Regions from separate parts of the Zea mays genome. Here region 1 is linked to region 2. The links are chromatin contacts, called in public Hi-C maps. All regions are on one chromosome and are shown on one strand. The core of a region is the stretch at or near the end of the contact, and the rest is flanking DNA. Distances in the headings are between cores, read along the strand shown. Region 1 holds the start of LOC100276012. Region 2 holds the start of LOC103641248 (ent-copalyl diphosphate synthase).

Region 1 (4,128 bases), core at 14-2,513, 710 kb after region 2:
AGAGCTGCCTATCATTTCATTAATAAGAGAAGAAAAAAGGTTTTACAAAATAGAAGAAACACACACACACACCCAGCAGATTGGCAGTTACATTCGTGGGCTTGGCAAACAGAACAGAAGGGACATCAGTTTTGTAATTTAAGAATGCAAGCTTATATATTAGATACAAGTGGTAAACCGTGCAAGTGAGGCAGCAGAAAACATAGCGAGAGACAGGCACAAAGGCATTATATAATAAACAGTTAACATAACATAACCCTTAGCCTAGGTTTTGTTTCTAATCACAGAATGTCCTCATTGCTAATAAAGTAGTAAGCTAGGAATGTAATGGCACTACAAAAGGGAAGCGTGGTCAAGAAATCCATGGTACAGTCAACAGTGGCATGTATTTGAACAAAATCTGAATGCAAAAAGACTATGCAGAGAATAGCTTGGAACAAAAAATTGTACCACTACGTTGGCATGCAGATTCTTCATCACCTGAAAAAATGGAATAATCTACATGAGTCACACACTCACACTAGCATAATCTACACGAGTCACACATTCACTAGCTGGATACAGAACTTAGCTTTGCGTGTTATTCAAATTAGTAGGTATTGCAATGATAAAATAATTTACATGTTCATTGCAAATCGCAGCAATTATTGGACAGTGCATGGATCAGGACACTCACAAGGGTGAGCATCCGGTGCAAACGCTCCTTCTCAGCATCAGTGAAGGACGAGAAAGCGTCATTGACATCCTGAAACGCTCAAGAACATAAGTCAATCGTATGCTTAACCCAGATTTCTGTAGCACGAACAACTGGGAAATCAAATCGTCATCAAGGATATGTGCTCTTCTGCTGGCTCAAACCGTAGCGAGACCAGCATCGCCAAGGGAGGAAACGGGAGTTGAGGAAGGGATGTGGGGCGAGAGAGCTAGCCAACGAACAAAAACTAACCAACCTCGCGGGAGCAGGCGGTGAGGAGGCACTGGATGGAGAGCTTGAACGAGCTCTGGAGCTTGTCGAACCTCCCCGACGCCGCGGGATCCATCGGTGCCGGAATCGGCAAAGGTAGATGCCCTTTTTGGAGCCGCTTCTTGCCGAGTTATGGTCGCCCGCAATTCTTCTCCCCCCGGTGTTTCAACGCGAAATCGGAATCAGCAGGAAAGAAACAGTGGGGAGAATCTCCTCGATTCGCTCGCTCGATAGGCACTGGCGCTGTCACTGAGCTCCTCCACCCGCGCGTCGCTGCCTCCGAGATCCGCCGCCGCCGGGCAACTTCCCCGCGCGCGGCCGCTGTTCGACTTCTCCCCGTGCGTCGCCGACTCCGCGCTTACAGGAATGTTGAATGGGCTAGTTGGGCTGTTCCGAGATGAATCGTAGTTGTAGTGCGGCCCAAATCGATCTGGGCCGTGATGATGGCAGAGGAGTAGGACACATTCGGCGTGGGGACGAGGAGTCAACGAGCTGGGCCGGCGCTTTTGACTATGTGCATGTGAGACACATGTTGCCTTGTCACTTTTATTTGTTTTAGCTTATAGATTATATAATCTAAATTATAAAATTAAATAATCTAGATTAGATAATTTTAATGTAGCTATTTGGCAACCTAATTTATTATAACTTTTATTATTGATTTTAGTCGTGTTATGTAGCGGGAGCAAGAAAAAGTAACTGAAACGTTGTTTTTTAAGGAGTGGTAATGGTGCGTAATTTCACCTGAAGTTGTCATGGGTAGTGGGTCTTTTGCCAAAAATAATAAATATCAAATGAGCACCTCTTAAATCTCTACTATTCTATAAGCTTTTACCGTGGGCGTCCACACTTCACCGTGCCCCCGCTCCCGTCATTCCTGCACCCCTCCCGCGCCGCGCACTGCCCTGTCCTCCTCCATGATCACCGTCAGGCAAACCGGACCGTTCCATCCGCCCGGGTGCCCACTCCCGAAGTTTTCTCTTCTCGACACCGTGCCCGCTGCGGTCGCCTCCCCAACAATCCCCTGAATCTCGCCTCCCGCTCCCGTCTTTCTCCTTTCTCTCCCCGACACCATAGCCGCCACGCTGACCTCCCCCAACAATCCTCTGCATCCACGCAAGGATGCGGAGTTGTTCATGCAGTTACATCTTCCTCAGCGGACCCCTGCCCCGCGTGACTCCCTGGCACACACCCATCCGCTGTGCCCCTCTCCGCGCCACAAATTCCTCATCTCAGAAGTCGCGCTCGAGCTCCACCACCACGCCACCGCCCCCACCCCATGTGACGGCCGCTAGGGCTGGAAAAAAAAGCTCAGGCTCGGCAAGCCGGATCGAGCTCGTCGCGGCTCGGGCAGGCTCGAGCCGGCTCGCGAGCTACCGGCGAGCCGAACCGAGCCGGTTTAGCAAGCTCGACAAAATCTCGAGCCAAGCCGAGCCAGCTCGCACAAGCTCGCGAGCCAAGCCCAGTAACAACGTAACTGCGTAAGTACCAGGCTACCAGCAGCGCTGCAGCAGAGCGGAGCAGCCTAATAGGCCCACAAGCAAAGCAAGCGCTGAAGCGCCTAAAGCTCAAGCCGGCAAGCCGCCCCGGCCCAAACCAGTCACCTAACCCTAACAGCTCGTGCTCGGCGGTGGCGCCTCGGCGGTGCTCCTCAGTCCTCAGCTCCTGTGATAGAGTGACGGCGGCGCTCGTGCTTGTGTTCGGCGGCTGGCGCGAGCACGACCGCGACCGCTGACGGCTGACGCCCTGACGGAGTGAAGGCTGACGATGCCAGGCGCTACCGCGATCGCCGCTGGCCCGCCGTGCGGTCCGGTGTTCCGTAGACGGTGCCCCACCACGCGCGGACGCGCACGCAGCCACGCCGGCACGCCGCGTCGCCGCCTGCCGCCACCCGCCTGCTGCCTCCCTCTACCTGGCCGGTGGCCGCTGGCCCGCTACCTGGCCCAGTGCCCCAATCCGCCATCTGCTGGCTACTCTGCTCATCCACCGCTCGCCTGCACGACCGGTTCCTCATCCACCGACCACCAGTGAGGATCGTCAATTCCTCATCCACCGCTCGAGTTGCAGTTAACACATTATGTAGTTTGTTCAGTTTTATCTTGCAGACTTGCAGTTGCAGTTAACACATTATATATTGTTGATCATAAATTGCTAGGTTATGGAATCTGGTGTGCAAGGGAAGGGGGTGAATCAAAGTAATGAGATAGATTCAGAAAGCAATTCATTTGACAAGAACGATGACATGTCTGAGGATGAAATGATTGTCCTAGGTGGGAGAGAGATTGATGTTGTGGAATCAAATAATGATGACAAAAGAAAAGCCAAGAAAAGGCGTAAGGGGGTGAAAGTAAAGGATAACAACTCTAAATCCAAAGTGTGGGAAGTTTTTGATAAAGTGACTATTGGAGATGCATCCGAGGATGGAAAGAAGACATTAAAGGCAAAGTGCAAGTATTGTAAGAAAATGTATGCCTACATGCAAGGGTCAACGACATCAACATTATCAAGGCATATGAAGAGTTGTGGGGCATATTCAAAGCATTTGGAAAAGAAACTAGATCAATCTCTTCTCAACTTTGCTCCTTCAAATGCAGGTGAATCAGGTTCTGGTCTCCCTACTATCACATCCCCTAGAGATTATAATCATGAGCAAGTTAGAAAATTAATTGCCAAGATGATTATAGTTCATGAGTACCCATTTAGAATGATTGAGCATACATGGTTTAACATTGTCATGAAGTATTTGAATCCACAATATGAGTTCATTGGTAGGAAAACCATTAAAGCAGAATGCTTGAAAGTGTATGAGTCTGAGAAAGAAAAAATAACAAAGGCCCTTAAAGGAGTGGATTATATTTCATTAACTACTGATTTATGGACTTCTAATCAAACATTGTCCTATATGTGTTTGGTTGCACACTACATAGATAGTGATTGGAAAATGCAATGTTGTGTGCTGAATTTCTTTGAATTAGATCCTCCACACAAAGGAACTATGATAGGGCAAGCAGCCTATGAGTGTGTTACAACATGGAAAATAGAGGATAAGATTATTTCTATCACTTTAGATAATGCTGCAAACAATGATGGTGCTATTCGTGGTTTGAGGGCTAGATTTGCAACTAGACAAGGTAATACATTCAGTTCAAAATATTTTCATGTGC
Region 2 (4,179 bases), core at 1,591-4,090:
GATAGCTCGCAGGGATGGCTCGTCGCAGGGCACGTCGAGACCCAAGTCTCTTGCCATCTCCAGCAGCTGGGGGAAGGTTATCTCGAAACTAACGACCATCCAGTCATCTGAACCACTGTGCTCTAGCCTCCACAAATTCTCTCGAATGAATGACAAACCTAATAAATCAATATAGGCCATTAACTTTGACCGTCTTTACTCTTTAGGAATTGATTCCTATAGCTCATTTGCTAGCACACGTATACAGTGAAAACTGACCAGTACCTTTCTCGCACATGTCAGCATGGATTTCCCACGACTCAAGTGCAATCACACAGGCCAGAGTGTTGATCATGCGGTCATAGACCAGGAAGAACTCCTCGTCGCCCCACGAGCCATCTGGTAGTTGGTTCTCAACGATCCATCTAAGGCTGGAGGGAAACTGAGGGCCATTGCCACCTTCCAGGCTCTTAACAAGGGCAACCCATGCGGTGTCGTAGGCAGAAATGTTGATCGCACCGTCACCTATTGAGCCCAGCATTGCTCTGACTCCGTCAGTCATTTGCTGCAGCATCTCTTTCTGCTCATCCTCCTCTCCGCGGACACTGATGTCGTGGAGCTGAATATAAATATATATGTTGAGAGAGAAATCATTGCATGCATACAGTACCCTGTTCTTCCGTGTGCAAGATCAAAGCGCAGTTTTGTGGAGTAGTACGCACATTTTCTCCCTGTACAGCGGTCACCCCATTTTGTTTGATAGATGGTGGTGCTTCGGGTGCCTCGTTATTGTATGATACCCCCACGACGAGTCCTAATTGATCAAGAACCAGAAATCTCTAGTATATAGTGATACTGTGATGATTGCAGAAAATATATATATAACTAATATGCGTATCTGCAGGTGCTCTATAGTAGTCATCATCGGAGGATCTAAGAACCTGCGGCGGCGGCTAAGAGATCCTAGTAATAATAGAAGACAAGAGAAACTAGCCAAGTCGAGAGCATCACTTGTATATTTATATTCACCGTACATTCATAATCTAATCATAAACTTTGTCTGTACCCTTCGTTTTGCATAGACCTATGCCGTCCATGTATTGCCGTTAGAACAGAATTTTTCAACACAATAAGTGAAGCGTAGAAACCATTGTATTTTAATATCAGAGTTAAACAAATTTATCCTAGAATTATATACTAAAATGATCTATAGCTTAGAATCCGAACTCAGTATAGTACTTAGGAGCTAAGAGTTTAGGACAATGAAGTATAAATTTGGGCAAACTTACAAAAGTTGAGCCTAGGATAACTATAAAAGCTGATTTATTTGGAGATGCAGGATGTATCACTCTACTTAACAAAATTCGATCCTATTATGGAATCATGTTGTAAGAAACTACCATGACCATATATTATCTTAGTTCACAAATATATGACACCGTTGACTTTTTTCAAAAACTTTGATCACTCGTCTCATTCAAAATATTTATTCAAAAATGTACCTTAAGTGATAAAACAAATCACAAAAAATAAATGGTAACTCATTTTTTTAATAAGACGAGTGGTCAAAGTTTTTTTAAAAAAGTCAATGGTGTCATATATTTATGAACGGAGGGAGTATAATATATTGCTTTCTCTTGGCATGCAGTTAGTGAAGGAGAAACGGAAAATAAGGTATGGTAGTAGTGCATAAACTCATTGTATTCCAAAAAAAGGTGAAAGCGAGAAGATAATCTAACCCAACACAACAAACATGGTTAGAGACGGCTATTAGATATCATGCTCTTTTGCAATAGTTTTAATGTAGTAAGAGGCAATATATTCTTATACCTCCGGTTGGAAATACAAGACATTTTCCAACAAGGCAAATGAACTAATTCTGACTGTCTAAAACATGTGCGAACATCATATATAAAAGTTCGGAGATAGTCGGTGGCGGAGCCAGAGCCCAGCCTGCCCGGGCTTCGCCGGTGGCAGGAGGTAGTAGCGGAGCGGAAGCGCGGTTGACTGGGTGGACTGAGGGAGGTGACACGGGAGGTTGAGACGGAGGAGTTGTGGGGAGCAGACAGCAGGAGTGCAGGACGCAGTCGCGCGGATGGCTGCGCGGTGATTTCATGTCTTATTTTTGTTTATTTCCTTCCTAATTTGGTCACTAGTTCTTCCTCAATGGTGACTGCTTTTTCTTTGTCTTTTGTCTTCTCGTGTAGAAACTAGAAAGGAGTACGAATAGCTATTCTTTTGTGATACTACTGGCGATTAGCAACTAGAAGCTATGAAATAAATGTAGTCTCTAGGGAGCAGCATCCATACGGGCCGCTGCTCTGGTTATCTTCATAGCAGCAAAAAAGCGAACCCCAGACCTAGGCGACGTACCGCCATCCTTCCCCTCTCACGCGGACGCTCTACTCAATCTACGGGCTGAGCTGTTTAATCTGGTAGCTAATGGTGCAAGTGGTATCTATACTAACTAGTATATCTTAATGTCTGAAAACTAGCCATGAATCAATACAGCAGCAAAGTTCCATTAAGCTTCTTATCTCAATGTGCAAACAGAGGAGGAACAAGGACACAGGGGATCTCACCCTCACGGAGGCTGGCGGCACGGCAGCACGGGGATACGAAGCGGAGGGTTTCCATAGGGCGCCGGCTGCCGGGGCGCAGCCGCGCAGGTCGCTGGGCCTGGGCGCATCGATGCAGCAGGGGGCAGGACGTAGGTCTGCAGGGCGCCGACAACAGGGAGCCTGGGGTCGCGGCAGATCCATCGTCGGGCGACTTGGCGAGGGAGTAAGGAGGGAGGACGCGAAGGGCGACGTACGGGCGTCGGACGAGCAGCGAGGTTGGGCACCGCCGCGCCGGGTCAAAGGACAACGGCGCTGAGGGAGGAAGCACCAAGCGAACGGCACCAGCTGGGCTGGACTGTTTCTTACGTGGTGGGCTGCTGTATGGGTAATCTATGGGCTGGTGTTTGTATGGGCCGAGATATGGCGTAGGCCATACTGGGCCCTCCGCCCCTGGCAGTTACCAATTATTGACTTTCTCGTGGATTTGATGCAATGCCGACTGGCAATATAATCCTAAAAAAAAATGGACGGCACTTCAATTACAAGAAGCATCTCCGCGAGAGGCCCTCAACAATGTTTGTATTTTGAAATATAGAACCAAGGATCATAAAGCGTCAATCTTATAAAAATTCATCTCGATCTCTAGGATACTAAATATAGTACCCCATATATTAGATCTCTATCATTGTTTCTTCTTAATCTATAGCTATTTATTTCCCAATAATATAATTTATTTCCTAAATAGTATTATTTAATACCTAATTGCTATAGTAAAAAAATTTTGAGACCCTAAAACATTTTAAATGCAGTCATGTTTCAATTTTTAGAGCTCTATTTTAAATTTTAAAGATAGTTGTTATAAGACTTACCACCAGGCCGTCGAAGCCGAGAACGTTGTGGCCGCATTGAAGGACGTTGCCATGCCCGGAGCACCGGAACGTGTTGGGGTGACGCCTGCATTCCCAACTCTAGCTAGCTAGATACAAGATGCTAACCGTATCACAATCCACTCTGTACAGGGATGCTCTAGCCTTGGTGCAGAAACTACATCGATCTGTATGCTTTTATAAGCGGCTGTAGGCTTAAGCATATTAAATTAGTACTGATGTAGCAGTTATCAGCCTGTTTGCCGTACCGGCTTCTACTGCTTATACGATGTTTTTGTTTCTATAAATTACAGCTGCAGCCAGAGACGAAGCCAGAAAAAAAATTGGAAAGTACTAAACTAAACCACTGTAGTATAGAAACCCCTTCTTACGAGAGGCTTTAGTGGAGCTCCATGGACTTGACAGCGGTAGGAGAGGCTCAAGCCCCGCCCATCCCTAGCTGCAGCAGTCAAAACGGTCGACTTTAATCCAAAACGAACAGAGTATAAACAACCAAATACAAATTATGTATGTGTCAATATCAATTTCACGTACACAATGACATTAATTTAGATAAATTTCATCATATGATACTTAAATAAATCGTATAAATAAATTATTACACACAAGAAACGAGTGAACAAAGATTAACAAATAATGTTTATAACTATAAAACCTGGAACCTCAAATTAATCTGATGGGTGGTCTCCCACTAAGTGCTAGTTTAGAAATCCATTTTTACAAGAGATTCCTATTTTTCCAAGGAAAATTAG

Evidence for each region. Hi-C and Micro-C count contacts between places; a contact is called where the count stands out from the background.
Region 1: a contact with region 2 is called in a Hi-C map of leaf, with 4 times the contacts expected there. The contact joins the promoter of LOC100276012 here to the promoter of LOC103641248 in region 2. A contact is called at or near these places in 6 of 25 Hi-C or Micro-C datasets (ear, leaf and tassel).

The regions. Positions count from the first base shown.
Region 1 is chr10:77,657,710-77,661,837 of Zm-B73-REFERENCE-NAM-5.0, forward strand. It overlaps LOC100276012, which reads right to left and starts at 1,264. Exons shown (of 8, transcript NM_001149906.2): 1 at 951-1,264; 2 at 677-745; 3 at 451-480. The coding sequence starts at 1,040.
Region 2 is chr10:76,950,842-76,955,020 of Zm-B73-REFERENCE-NAM-5.0, forward strand. It overlaps LOC103641248 (ent-copalyl diphosphate synthase), which reads right to left and starts at 2,841. Exons shown (of 11, transcript NM_001361169.1): 1 at 2,562-2,841; 2 at 265-598; 3 at 1-158. The coding sequence starts at 2,741.